Linked DNA regions of Dromaius novaehollandiae: region 2 is linked to region 1. Evidence: chromatin contacts called from public Hi-C data. All regions are on one chromosome and are shown on one strand. Each heading gives the region's core, a stretch centred on a gene start, on an enhancer-like site or on the middle of the called end of the contact. The rest is flanking DNA. Distances are from core to core; before and after follow the strand shown. Region 1 holds the start of TMEM30A (transmembrane protein 30A). Region 2 has its middle 17 kb from the start of FILIP1.

Region 1 (7,789 bases), core at 1,491-3,990:
GCTGTTGTGTGCTGTGCCATTACTTCTCCATCAGCTCATGACCTGCTGTGTTCAGCAAAGGCAAGGGCCTTTGTGTGGAAGCTAGGAAGGCTATTATAAAGGCATGCTGCGTAAGCAGTTTACCTGGCCAGATGTTTTCTAGTGTAAATACTGGATTTCTCATAGTACTGGGAGATTTACTTTTAAAAGCATGAGAGTCCTTTGCAATCAGACAGCAGTCCTGATACTCAATGCAGCATTGATACTCAATGTCTGAGTATGAAAGAAGCCTAATGCACCCTTTCCCCTCCCTTCCACAGGCATATATCTAAAAGCAGTACATTTACCTAGGCTGTAAACTGGGGTGTTGGCACAGGAGACTCTTGAAGTTGGCTGTGGCCAGGTGTCCCTGAGTGTGTCCTCTGGGGGGCCTCTGCGGGGTCCAGTAATGAGGACAGTGCCATAGAGTGCTGTCTTCTCTGGACCTTCCATATGGTTGCCAAATATTAGCCTAAGTAACCTGTGATTTTGGTTACCTTAGGTTAACAAACAGTGAAAAGTGGTTGCCATCAGACAACTGCTGGAGAAGAGTAGTTGCCACTGTGTGATTTAAGATACCTTAAACAAGACAACGGGAGATAAGGAATGTAACAGTTAGGGAACAAAAAGTAACTGCTGAAAAAAACATTACCTGATTCAGACAAAGAACTGAAAAAATTACAAAATGTGATCAAACAGCCTGTGAACACCTGGAACAAAGAAGAGCTGAGTCGACCTCTGAAGTATACCATCTCTAGACTCCCAATTCTAGGATGTCTGGCCCAAAAACTGTCGAGAACTTATTAATGGAGATGATGCATTGCTGCTTAGCTTTACATAGGTGTATCCACCAAAGTTTGTCTGCTGGCATAGCCTGTCTTTATCTCAGCTGCTGACCGCTCAATTGCTTCTACCCAGATTTATCTCTTTGGCAACCCTGGAACCTAAGACAGGGACAACAAAGCAAGCACTGGGTCAGAGGCGCATTTGGCATTTGAAGACCTCTTCAAGCTCTTTGTAAAACCTGCATGTCTGCCATGCCATCCTTGAAGTACAGGGTTTGGCTCTTCAGGAACACGTTTTCATCTTCATGAATTTAATGTGGCCTTCCTTGCCAGTCCTCTTGTACCAGGCAGCAGTCATGAGGTTTCCACCTGCCTCATACTGCCACCAGGTCATCCTGCTGCCAGAGAAACTTGACATCTCACAGCACAAGTTTACCAGCAGCGTTGTTTCCAAGAATCCCAGTCGGCACCTCACTGGATTTTCTGGGAGGCTGAAGGAATAAAAGTTACTACAAGAACTGAAAGATGATAATAGAAAATGAAAGATAATAAAGAAAAGGGCGATAACAGGAACGACGGCTTAGCTAGGGGGAATGACAGCAGAAGGTAAGGCCCACTAGAAGATGAGGGAAAGGGTGAATTAGGAATAATATATAGTTGTAACACAGATGCCAGAGGAATATGATTTACTTTTCTCTAACTGAACTCTAAATAGTTATTTAGGAAACAAATTTACTCTTCAATGCTATATGTTTTTTAAAAGTGTCCAAATTTCCTATGCAGTCTGCAAAGAGAGGGAAGACTTTTCCAGTCTCTAGAGGGAGGTTGCATTTGTGCAAGCCTAAGGAGCTGTTAGGTAGCCAACTACTCCCTCCAGTGGTCTTTAGAGATACTTTCAATCTCTGGACAACTAAAATACAGGCATGTATTTTACGACGACTGTTCCCCCGTGTGTGTAAAAAGTCTTAGATCGGACTACATGCTTATAAAATTAATTCAATAATTTCAATCAGAATGTTTACTAAAATTATACAAATACATAAATACTTGTTGGGCTTTGGCTGTGTTGTCCTACACAGTCTTTATGAAACCAACTTTTAAAATAAAAGCACCGGCAGAGCGAGAGATACGGACTTTCAATGCAGCATTAGCTTGAGTGATGCCAGAAGAGATATTCTGGGACACAAATACATGATCCCGCAATGCTTTCTGTAAGGTGACTGCTTAATAGGAGCAGCTGAGCAGAAGCAGGATTAGCTCCTCAAGGAAATACAAAGAAACAACGCTGACAGAAACTGTGCTTTCTGCGTTCAGCGCCAGGACTGGTTCACTCACACACCACTGTCTGACAACGATGGGCAGCTTTGCGCAGCTTACAGTTCTATTTCTAAAGAGAAAACTTAATGCAAAGTAACTCCCATAAAGCGACTGTTGGTGTGAAGAGCTTTATTCAGATTAGCTTGTGTAACTTTGCTAAGAGTTGACAGATGATCCATCAGCCACCACCACAGTAAGAATGATGCTGCTGCTGTTTATGAGTAGGAAACTGAGGTTAATCTCTCAGTTCCGATGCAGACTTGATGCAGGATTATGCTGCCCTCTCCCAGCACCACCCTTCGGATGGATGGGGACGACGCGGGACCTGGGCCGCCTGGTGGGTGACAAGGCCGCGGCCCGCCGCCCCGCCGCTCGACGATGGCGGCCCCCGGCCCGCGGGCACGGCTGCCCTCAGCGCTGCGCATGCGCTCTGCGCCCCCCCCCCGACGCTCCAAACAAGGGGGAACGCGCATACACAAGACGCTCTTCCCCCCGCGCCGGTCTTTCCGTTCTTGCGCATGCGCAGCTGGGAGCGGCCATTCTCTCGGCCCCCCTCGGGGAGGGGGCGTGGCCGATGGGGTGCGTCATCAGCTGCGCGCCTCGCTCTGCTCGTCAGTCGCGCGCCTGCCGCCCTCCCCCGCCGGCGGCTGAGAGCGCAGGCGCGGCGGCGGCGGGTCACGTGTCGGCGGCGGCGGCGGCGGCGGCGGCGGCGGGGCCCCGTGCGGCGCGGGTTGTTGGCGTCGCCGGCGGGGCCGGTGGCAGCGCGCGGCGGCGCCATGGCGGTGAACTACAGCGCCAAGGAGGAGGTGGACGGGCACCCTTCGGGCGGCGGCGGCGGGGTGGCGGGCGGCGGCGCCGTGGGCGGCGGCGGGGCGGTGAAGACCCGCAAGCCCGACAACACGGCGTTCAAGCAGCAGCGCCTGCCGGCCTGGCAGCCCATCCTGACGGCGGGCACGGTGCTGCCGGCCTTCTTCGTCATCGGCCTCATCTTCATCCCCATCGGCATCGGCATCTTCGTCACTTCCAACAACATCCGCGAGTACGAGGTGCGCGGGGCGCGGCCTTGGCCGCCCTCCCCCTCTCCTCGGCCTCCGGGGGCCCGGCCGAGCCCCGCGGCCCCTCAGGCCGGGCAGGGGCGGGGGCTGGGGAAGGGCCCGCCAGCCGTGGGGAAAGGGCTTGGGGTGCCGCCGCTGCCGGCAGGAGCGGGCGCTGGCGCGATACTCACTAAGGCGGGCGCGAATGGGGCAGAGTGTGCGAGTAGCTGGTTTGTTCCTCGTTGAACAGGCAGGAAAAGACGAGAGTGGATTTCGCATAGGGAAGTGGAGATGGTTTCTGTGATGAACTAATACCTTGCCTTGTCTGTTTCACTTTACTTTAACGCTTACACTCTTTCCCAAACTACAATTAACTTCCCCAGCTGCACGTTGAACTTGAAGAGTATCTGCTGAATGGATTATAGTTCTCCTGTTAATTTTAAGTGAACTTCTGGGGAAACTAATGCCAGCATATAGCCAACACACATCTGAATGTTGATCTTGTTTTCAATAAGGAAAAAAGAGTGCTTATCATTCATGAGATAACTTATGGTAATGGGCAGTATCTGAAGTTTCAAGGTAATTATGAATTCAAGACAGAACTTTGTGGTGAATGCATTGCTATAATTCTTATATGTTTATCATTTTAGATGTTCTCTGGGAGGCTGTGTTCAGAGGTAGACTTAACAGCAAAGATCCAAGAGAATGAGACCTTCGAGTGTCTTTTTCTAATTATACTTATAAAAACTGAAAGTCATTTATACCTGAAACTTAGCCATGCTGCTGTCATGAGAGGTTTCTCACTATTTCTCAGAACTGAACCTTATATCAAAGGTCCATTTGATAGCAGGATTGCTTTGTGTTGTAAGGAAGCTTTCCCTTTGGGCTAGAAAACATGTTTTATGAACACACGTGCTCAAATTGACAGCGCTGATTAGTTCCAGTAAGCTAATGGGACGAAGATTAATTGTAAGGCGGGGGAAGTGTACTTGTTTGATGTGTTGGAGAATGTGTATTTTATGGATCAAATCACTGCAGTCATTTAGGTAATATGTCCTTTTCATATAAGTAGTGTTCAGAATAGTGGTTTAATTGCTGATAATCAGTGGCAATGAAGCCCCATTAACTAAAGAAATTGAGGTAGACAACGAATAGTGAATGAATAGTAGTATCTTTTTTGTATATCTGGCACAATGCAAATAATGTTATAATAAAACCAGAAAAGGAAAACGACCATTATGTTGTTTAGAACTAAAACTTCACAGTCAAGGAGAATAAAAGCTGGAGTTAAAAAATAAAGCTGAAGTGTATCTTATAGTGTCCCAATGTTGTATGTAAGCTTATTTAAAAAAAAAAAGCTTCTTCTGTCAGAGTTTGAGGGCATGCATAATATTTTAAAGTTGACACAGGTGCTTCAGAGGAGATGGCCAAGTTGTCATGGGTATGTAGGCTTTTTTAATGCCACCTTGTAGTCATATTTAACATAATCACTTATTTTCAAAAGGACACTTGGTTTAGAAAAGTAACAAATATGCTTGCTAACACTGACTTGCTGACAACTGCATTCAAAATAGCCATACTTTTGTAGTAAAACAGCATAAACTCAGATCCTAATGATTTTAAGGTAAATAAAATTGGGTAAATATATATACATGCATGCGCGCACACACACACATATATATGTATTTTTTACAATGTCTGAAGCAGTGGAACTCTTTCCTATGGGTTGATCTATAAGGATAGAATACTCACCAGACTTTCATTTGAGTCCAAAAATGTAAGCTACTCCCTTACCTTGTATTTCTGTTGTGTGCACATTCAGAGATGTTATATACTATTGCTGCTTAGTAGCTCAGTCCTGTGCTCCTGCAGAGTTCTCCTGTGAGCCACTGACTATATCTTCCCACCAAACATGTGCGGTACTAAAAGCCATAGGTGAACTGGGAGCATGACTAATGCTCCCTTATGCAATCAGATTGCATACACAAAGCAGAAGTGGCCATTTACATTTGGAAACAAGATGGAAGGTGGTAGCCCACCACCTCTTCTAATTTCAAGACATTCACATTTGGAGAGGAATTTATTTATTTTGTTATTTTTTCTGAGTGGGTTCAGACTTGTGTTACCCACCTCACATGAAGCATTCCTCAGTCAGTTTAATAAGCTTTTCTGAGGACAAGAGGGACACAGTTCTTGACTTCTGAGAGAATGACTTCATGATATAGCAGTTGGGGTGTGCAGGTAAAAATGGGGAAGCTTGTGTTGTGTTCTCTGATCTTCATGCATGTTTCATGAAGTGTTTTAATGCAGAAATTGTATGTGTGTATACACACACATATATGTGAGATTATCATTTTAAAGGCAGGTAGACTAATACTTTTTATCTCCTCCAGCTCAGTTTTGAGGAAAAAACGTTTAAACGGAAAAAGGCTTTACAGTTGCAGTATTAAAACTTAAATGAAGCATTTTACAGTCCAGCATTTGGGCTCTAAATACCAGTGAGGGATGTAATTTAAGGTACAGCTACTGTCTGTGTCTCTAGCTTAGAGGGCTCCCTCTGTGGTTAGCATGCTGGCTTTTGATAGTAACCTCCAAATGTTATTTGCAAATAGCTGTAAATTTAACTTTTGGAGACAGGGCATCTAAAATCTAGATGCAGTGACTAAGCTCTTCTAAAAATGTAATTGGAACAGGAAGCAGAGCTAGTTATTTGCTCCTGCCTTCTAGACAATAGCCTACCTGTTAAGTGTGTATATATGTATGTATGCGTGTATGTGTGTGTGTATGTATATATATATGTCTGTAAACTTAGTGTATTGGAGTTGAATTGGAGATGTAATTTATGCTCCCAAAATACATATCCATGTACAGTTGGAATCATTCCTAGCCCTTTCCTGGAATTAAATATTGTAGCTGTTAGTATCTCTGGAAATTGTGCTGTTCTCATACAGGTGCAAGGATCGAGCAGCAAAATGCAGATTTTCCATTGATTTCCTTTATAAGCACTCTTCAGTTCAAATACAGAAGGTTTCCAGCGGCTTTAATATACCAGAATTATAGTGCTCTTATGCTGGTTGTTCTTTAGCTCTTTCTCATGATTTCAAAGGGGGTAAATACATTGGTGCTACTCTGAAAACACTTTGAGTGGAAAATGAGAAAAGGCTACATGTTTATTTTTTGGCTTGTACTCTTAAAGGCTGAAAGAGGCTTCCCTCCACCCTGTGGACAGGGAAGGATCATATTCACAGAGCATATTAAAGTACAGTAAGAACTGAGCAATATCCAAAAAATTAACTTGGTGGGAAAGATATCCTCTTGCTGTGCCTACCACTCTGAAATGTGTAGCAGTAGTTACAAAGGCAAGTAGACTATAAGGCATTACTAGGAATAGAAAACTGAAAAAAAAGTAGATTGCCATTGCGTACATCTTGAATGTTGTGTGCAGTTCCAGTAACACCATCTCAAAAATGATACAGAACTAGTAATAGCTACAGACAGGGGCCACAGGAAGATCAGAGTTATGGGATACTTTCTATGCAAGAAGTGGCTAAGTAAAATAGGATAAACTTGTGAGGTATGAAGTGTGTGAAATCATTATTTGTACGGAGAATATGCGTGCATGACAGTTGTTTTATTTCTACACTGTGAAAATATAAATGAACTCTGAAGGACCTCAACAGCCTGAAAAGTCATTGGTGGCAGAATACTTTGATACACTGGATGTCCTTAAATCACCAGTTGTTGAGAAGGTCCATGAAGGAAGGGCCCACTCTTGTGGGTTTGTCATACTTGGCCATTCCTTGGAGAGAGGATGCTGGGTCAGATGGATTTCTGCTGTGGCCCCAAAAGTTCTTAAAGTAATGATTTCATTATTTGTCAAGAGATAAAAACAGAGGTCAGATTTATGTTAAGCTATCTGAGAGCTTTAATAAAAGAGATGTAGGTCTCGGATAGATTAGCTAAAGGGATAAAGATACCTATTGAATGTAACCTGTAAATGTGGATGCGGAAAGAAAATATATGTTGGCAGTTACTGTAGAGTAAAGCCCTTGGTTAGTATTGATGCTGACAGCATTGGTCAGAGGTGTGATTCTGTTTTGATATATATCACTTTAATGCTTCACACAATTTAGTTAATGGTATTTTTAAAAATGGAGTCTTTAGATCTTTTGCAACCTTAAAGTACTGAGTTTTGCTCTTGATTTGAGATAGTTCTTTCGTTGGTGTGGAAGTTCTGGGATATGGAGGTTTAGTTTTTTTGTAAAGGAAACACTCTGTTAAGACTACTTCAGCAGGAGGGAAGAAAAATCCAATTAGCTATGAACAAATGAGATCGACAGTTTGTTTAGAACAGTGGTGGTCTGTGTTCTGTTGCTAAATAGAGCTCTTGAGGACTGCTGCTGTAGTGCTATTTCCAGATCAGCATAGACTCAATATCTTGTTTGGTGAAGGAAGCAAAGACTGCATGATCCTGTCCATCTTTCCCCTCTAATAGCTTCTGAAGCTGTCTTGTTTTAGCTAGGTTCGTTAGAAGGGGATCTTATCTGGCAGCAGAACAGAAACTAATAAAAAATGCCTTTGCTGAGGGAAGGGCTGCAGCTCATTCCTTAACAGATATCAGAGAATCTGTAGGAA
Region 2 (7,789 bases), core at 2,663-5,162, 140 kb before region 1:
GAATTTTGATCTAGAAAATGAAAAAAACAAGCTTTGTCTTGCGTGTTACAGAAAAACGGTAATAAAGCTATTGAATTTACTGTATGCTGTAAATAAAATCCAAATCTGCATTTCAGTTAAAATTTTCCCTATATTCTGTTGTAGCATGAGAAAATTTCTCATGCTGAGACATGCACTGTATGACTTTGTCTGAGCAAGTATTTTCAGAACATATGTACTAAAGAATGTCTCATTTTTAAATACCTATGACTGTGGTAAAATAAATACATAATAAATATTAATTTAAAAAGTTGGTAATAGGTAATAGGTAATAGGAGAAAAATAACAATATCTTCCTGTTCTGTCCACATATGATAGAAATGTCACCAGTGATTCCTGGCTAAAAGAACACAAAAGGAAGACAGATGAGGATATAAGGTAAGCCTAACTGAATTTCAGGGGTGGATTTCAGCAAAATGCTTTTTTTTCTATGTCCCAGCATGTAGGGTAATATATACAGGCAGAATCTTCAGAGAAATTATCTTCCAAACTCTAGCAAGCAGGCAAAGTTCTAAGTATATGCCTCTGAAGCACGTGCAAAATAAGACAGTTCAGAAGGTTACAAGTTGATCATGAATAGGTGTTTTACACTGTGAAAGCAACCCACCTTCGGAAGTATCAGGTCTCTTATGTAAAACAAGATAAAGAAAAATTTACCTTTGTGTTAGCAGGGTTGTAATAAATTTTTGCTAGAAGGTGGTTGAGAAATTTTTGCTGAAATGAAAAAACCTCAAACCAAATAAAAATAACCTGCACCTGAAACAAAAAATTTCAACTCAAATGTTTAGGGTTTGAGAAAATTATAGGAAATGAAAGACAGGATCTTAGAATGGGATTTGTCAAACAACCTTGGTTAGTAATGCCACATACTATATGGGTACATATGTATATATATAGTTTGCATATATGCGTGTGTGTGTGTGTATAGTGATAGAAGTTTTGTTAAAGGAATTGATGTTTGATTAAAATGATTGTCATATTAAATGCAGAGACTTTGGCCTAGTTGTGATGCCAAATTCAAATGTGAATTATTTAAATGGGCTTATATCTTCATATATATTCAGATGGCAGCATTTGATACAAATAGGCAAATACCTTAGATATCTGTTCTCAGTTTCAGGTCAGAGGTATGTGGGATGAAGTACAGAGTGGTGATTGTACTAAGGTCAAAAGAAAATTTAAAAGCCTTATTGTAGAAATTTATGCTCTATTTTTAAAAGAACAAGATGTCAACTTGCCTTTACCTTTTTCTGCATCAAAGCAGCATTATTTAAATTTGCATAATTATTATGTATATTTTTCCTGTTTTAAAGTACCCCATGGTAACAGCTAATGAAAAAAACAGAAATGAATTATGCCAAATATGTATTGCTTGCTGCTGTTACTCCTACTGATAAATCTAGTATGTATTGACCTTATTCATCGTATCCAGGGCATTATGTAAGGGGAAAATATGCATAATGTTGTGGGCAGAACATCCCACACTCACACAGAATGAAAGTACTCTAAGATACTTTCTAGAATCTAACCAATGATACAGACCAGATGGCAGACGTTCAGCACACTCTGTTTGCAGATTTCACTTGGGCACTCTACAAAATCTTTCTCGGTGTGAATGGAGTTTTTACTCTCTATGCACTTTAAAACATCATTCGGGATGTATGTCTGATCTTTTCTCTTTAACATTGATCAATAACAAAGGATAATGCCCAGAAACTTTTGGAATACTGTGACAAAGGCTATGGTAAGAGAGTTCTTTAGTTTTATGTTAGAGTACTCCTTGAATAAAAATGTTAGAAATTTAATTTTGAAGCTTAATTGAATGGATAAATTGATTCTATTACTTAATATCTTCTAAAATATTATCTGAACGCAATATGGAAGAAGACCTGATGTCATATATGCCATTGTTTATGGTTAAGTTGTTTTACTTGGATTTATTGGAGATAGATATGGAAATATACATTTGTAGTATATATGTAGATATATGATAGTGAGATACTTATTACACTTAGAAAAAATTAAATAATATAAATTCTATCTTATTTTTAGGAATGTATCCTTTATCACTGTCTTACTGATCTCATAGCAACAGATTATACTTTTCTACAAAAAGGAAGAGGGCACACAGCTGAATGAGAACTGTAGTCTTTAGAAAAAACATCAGCAAACTGAAAAGGGTAATACGCGTTTTATATTCTACACAGTCTTGCAGCGAAAGTGGCTAGCAGCTCACTGTCCTAAAATGAAAGGTTAGACTGAAAAGGCTGTTTGGGAAACATCATGTAGCAGAGCATCGAAACTGCTTCCTCCAGGATCTCTGTGGAGAACGCAGGGTGCGCTGGGAAAAGAGAAAAGAGTTTCTGAATTATTTTTATGAGAAGTGTGTATGGTTCATTTTATCCACCTTCTTTTACATGATGACCTAAGATCAAAAGTGTTGACAACTTGACAACTTCTTAAGAAAGGGTAATGAGAAATGGATGTAGGTCATGTGTTCAGGACTGTATCAGTATACATGAACTATGAAAAAATGTCCACTTGTAAGTAGTTTTGCCTTGGAAACATAATAGGAAATGCTCCATGTGCCTAAATTTCAATTCGGAGGAGTGAAGTCTCTAAAACAGGAACCCTGCTGCCCAGCGACACTGTGGTTGTGCTGTAGGCCTAAGAAAGTTAGTGTAATGCTGCTAGAATATTCATAAACCTTTATTTTCCATTCCAGTGTGAAATATGATGTATTGCATCAGAAATAGCTACCTATTTCTGAACAGGCTGTCCCATCTCTCAGAATATCAGATGGTTGTGTACCTACCAAGCTGGCAGGTGTCCAGTAGGGACTCAGCTTTATGGACTTAGCTGAAAGAACAGCTATGAAAAAAGAGAGAATACTTCTTTACTAGTAAATTAAACTGGTCCAGAATATGGGCCTGAGCACTGACACATGACTGGCTATACAGTTAATTAGGGCAGTTAATTAGAGCAGACCCTAGGGCAGTTTTGGCTTGTGCCAACTAACACTTTCCTAGATGATGCACAAGATCGGTTCAGGTGAGCACAGGCCAGGAATTACTCCCGGTAGGCAGTCTGGATGCAGCCATGCTGTTTTGGAAGGTAAAGGAGAGTCACATGGTCATATTTACCAGTATGGATGAAGCCAACAACAGTGAAGCTGGAAACCCATTTTCAATGTAATGATAGCTGGTAAAATGGAGGCATTTAGAGCCTGGTATGAAAGGGTGTATTTCCAAAAGAACTGTGTAATGTTTGGAGGTATAACACATCCAATAGAATTAAAGAGCCCCTGTGATTCATCTTGCTTTACAGTGACTAGAATGAGGGTCATTGTGGCCTTATTCTGCACTGACAGTGAGGTGTGACCTCCACAGGTGGAGCATGTTTGTTAAGTGTGAAGAGGCCCCTGTTAAGTTATAAACATATAAAACATATAATCATATTCTTTTTTTTTTTTTTTTTTGCTATGCACCTTATGCTTTCTTTCACTAATAGCCCAAATACATTTGCATATGTCATGAGAATGTGTACCGTGTATTTGTCCTTAGTCTAAATAATTAATTATTTATTGTGCCTGTTATAAATGGATAATAATAAGCTTTAAAATTTTTAAGCTTAGAGGATCAGTTTATTTTAAATACGCAGGTTGTAAGTATGATGGTTTTGGTCACAAGCCACATAATTAGTTAGACCTACTGAGTGACAAACTGCCTGTAATCAAAACTTATTTTTCACAGGAAAGGAAGCCTAAGCCACTAGATGGCATCATGTAGTCACTTACAAAGTATAGGAAGGCACAGAATTCTAACAACATATACAGAGAACGTGAAAACCTATAGGCATTACTGCACTACAGGAAATCTTGTTGTTTTCAAGAAGCAGTAAAAAAGGTTCATGCAACTTTTAATGGTCTCACTGCAAGATCAGGACACAAAATATGAAAATTGAGTATTGTTTTTGCAACAGCATGCTAGTAATCACTAGATTAACTCACGTTAGCAGTAAATACACATTTAAAATGATATCTGTGGAAAATGTAGTAATACTAGAAGTGGGGACAAATGACAAAGGCATTGTAAGCGCAATGCACTCACACAGTATATGGCTTCTTCTTCAGTTCCTCCATTTGTCTTCAGCCTTGACTTACAGCTATACATGGGCTTCAGTTAAAACTCTGGAGATGAATAACTCCAAATCCTGATGAAGTCTGACAGTCATTTCCAGTTAGGAATTTTGCAAATGTTTCCCATCTTTAGAACGGGACTAGCTCCTAGAACTGATTATTCATGAACTCGAGTGTGCTTGAAACCCAGTCTCAGATCCAAATTTTGCACTGTCAGTTTATTTCTACCAAGACTACTACAACCCCTGGGACTTTTTTAACACAGACTATTCAGTTTACTAGTTGCTATGATGGCTTAATGATGAGAGAAAATATCCATGAGAAACAAGTTTTCAAATGCCATGGTTCTGCAGACAATGCCTATAGCCCAAGGGCTTGTCCTATTAGTGATGACCTCAATTCTGACCAATTCTGAACAGGCATATAATTCTCATTTGTTCATCTTTATAAAGGAGGGCAAATTTAGTTTCTAAATTTCTGGAGAATTTTGATAAAAATGCTGATTTTAATTATTTATAAGTCTTGTTTCATAGATATTGTGCAAAAGTGCAGCTGGTTTCATGGGACAAGGCAGCCCACAGCACACAGTTTGCCCAGCTGTGACAGGCAAATGCTGATCCTTGAGTTGCAAGTACAGTAGTAGGAGAACAAGAAATGCCAGTCAAATGACTATCATGCTCTGTGTATGGTATCTGACAGGTCCGCCAACAGAAAAGGGATGTTGTTTTCCAGTAGCAGCTACATACTTTTTCTGAATTAAGGAGTCTTCAGGACAACTACAGTTGGGTGATACTTAGCTCATATGGTCTGTTGGTATTGGTACTATTAGGAAGTGGAGAGATACATCACGTGGAAATCTTAAATTGTAGTTTGTACATCTTTCAGATCCAGGAGGCTGTCAAAGTCTGCAAGCAGCCTTTTTAGTGAATGCCTCAGCAGGCAAAGTCTTCAGTGGATCAGTACAGGAAGAAGCTTTCCATCCTCTAAACTTTTAATATTTATCATTAGGATATGTGAGCAGAAGGTATAAAAAATATATATACTTAGATTTTTATTCTTTTTATGATTAACCCAATAAAGTCTCATTCAAATACTGGTATCATAAACAATCTGTTTTTTCTCCCCCTCACATTTATTCACTATACACAAGTCAGTACACTGGTATAACATCCATTATACAGTATACTGGGACTTATACACACAAATGTAGTGTAGCATGATAAGTCTGTCTGTTACTAGATGTAATTCTTTCTGAGACACCTTAACTTTTTTCCTGGCTTTTTTATATATACTGAATATGATACTGAATATGATGTAATGTTCTCTATAAAGATCTGATGTAAATAAGGCTTGGATCTGGCTCTTTAAACTTTCCTGAGATAACCAAGGTGCTTCCTAGAGGTTTTAGTGTATTGTGCTATGCCCTTACTTGTTTATACTGGCTTTAGCCAGGTAAGCATGACCACAGGTTTAAGTTACATGAAGCTCAAGCTCAAGCAGGAAAAGTTGGTTAAAACTTGGAGAATAATATTATTAGCTTAACTTGTTCCCAAAGTATGCCTCCTGTGTATGTTACCTTCAAAGAATATTTACAAGCAGTTATACGAATGATAAAGAAATGATCCCTTTGCTTTCTGTATTATTACTTCTATGCACCTAAAATTAATTTATTATTATTGTGAGAGATCGTGTTTCTCTCTTCTATTGCTACAAACACTTTTCCAAATTCACCAAATGAATTAATTGTCTGAAAAACAAAATAAGTAGTATATACATTCAGTAGCTTTGTTGAAATGGATTATAGGAAGTTCTAACTTATCAAGAACCTAAGGTTTTTCCAATCAAAAGCTTTCAAGATCTAGTTATCTCTAAGCTTTATGTTCTGAACAGATCTAAGCTGTGGCATAAGAAGGACACTTTAGTCAGTAGGTCTCAAAAGTCTTCACTATCTGTGGCATCATTTTCTGGCTAGGCAGAGGAGCTGAAGAAAAAAATGGAAAATGTAGGGCCACTAAATGTAATGAAAATGGTGAAGGCCCATGAACAGAAAATTAGCTGTTTAAAACAGCTGCTTGAATGAAAACTTCAAGATGTGAAGGAAATCAGTTTTTTTAGGGTTATAGAGAGAAACCTGGGCTCTCAAAGCAACAGATGCCAAAGATGGCAAGGGTGAGAATCATCTCATCTAATTTCAGACATCAGTAATAGAGATATCTGATTTAGCTCAGCACCTTATGATCAGTGGAAAGGAATAAACACATTTAGGGAGTAATTTGACTGGCTGTACTGGCAGGAGAGGAACTGCACCTTAGAAATGCCTGTTTGTTGAAAACACAAGGAGTCTGGACCTAGCTCAGAAGCATACATGTACACTATAGATTTCTATACCAGTCCAGTTGAATCCTAAGGTGGTCATAATGTATATCATCCACAATACGGATACAGTATACTCATAATGGCAATGGCAGTTGTCTCTAGCTGCTCAGAACAGAGTCTGGGGAAAAGAGCCTCCTGCCCCTGCTTGTCCCTCCTTCCTCTAGAAATTCCTTTGGTTTCAAATGCACACCTATGTTAAACCTATAGGCACCTGGTACCAAATGAATAAATTTGGAAACTTTTTTAGCTGCAATTCATTGACATCTTTCTACTTACACTATAATACATAGTTATCTCAAGGTCACTATGGTTGTTTTCCTTCCATTTAATGTGAAGTTCATTGGCTAAAGCCCAAAGTAGCAAAAACTCCTCTTAAGACTGGAATATCTAATCTAAGTGTCTTCTGTTCGTGTATCAGATTTCTCACAACTGCACTCCTTGTAAAAAGAGCAATTGCTGGATTTCTTATTCTGACCAGAAACAGAAAGGATGCATTTCCATGTGGCTACTGTTAGTAGTATTCTGAATTAATCTCAGACATGTGGGGTAGAAAGAGCAATATTTTCGTAACACACTGAAAAGCAGCAATGTACAGTTTGTTAAACTGATGGAGCTAGACAAGTAACACAGCTTAATTGGAGAAACTGCCATGCTGGGTTTTTAACAAGTTATACATTGCTATTTTACAGTGAGATATACTATAGATAGGATAGTAAGCTTTAGAAGTTCTGGGCAGTCCAGAGCAACATGCATTACTGTGATTTCAATTTTTGCAAAGGCCAGGTGAAAGCTGACTTACTTTTGTTGGTAGCTGAACAGAAGACAAACCTGTTTACATTCCAGAGGAATTCATTTCATCGTTGTGGTGAAGTCAAAGAAGAGGAATTTGGGAGGGTTTGTTCATTAGTGATCTTCCAGAACAGTATTTTGATGCTTCTCCTTTTTCTTTTATATGCTTTAACTCATCTATTTTCATTCTATTCAAACAGCACAGAAAACAACAATTTATTGCCCATCTTTGTTTCTGAAGTTGTTCTTACATTATAAATATGGTTAGTTATGGCTGTGCTTATTCTGTTCTAACAGGCAAGCAATTTCATAGTAAAATTCTCATTTGTGAAGATAATGATGTTGGAGAATTGTTGAAAATAGGAAAAGGGTGACTGAGTTGATTTACTCTGCTGCCTTCTCTTGTGCTTACTTATTCTTTGAAGAAGCCTGAGGCTAAATCTGAGA

The links. A called contact is a pair of places that touch in the nucleus more often than the background predicts.
Region 2: a Hi-C map of liver shows a contact between it and region 1, with 13 times the contacts expected there. The contact joins the enhancer-like site here to the promoter of TMEM30A in region 1. A contact is called at or near these places in 3 of 4 Hi-C or Micro-C datasets (brain, liver and ovary).

Annotation. Positions count from the first base shown.
Region 1 is chr3:35,289,235-35,297,023 of bDroNov1.hap1, reverse strand. It overlaps TMEM30A (transmembrane protein 30A), which reads left to right and starts at 2,740. Exons shown (of 7, transcript XM_026102282.2): 1 at 2,740-3,166. The coding sequence starts at 2,897.
Region 2 is chr3:35,425,459-35,433,247 of bDroNov1.hap1, reverse strand. No RefSeq gene overlaps it. Among named protein-coding and RNA genes, the nearest start is that of FILIP1, 17 kb to the right of the region's middle. Within about 2 kb of position 3,912, at least 1 of the 2 cell types and tissues checked has open chromatin away from gene starts, as enhancers often do.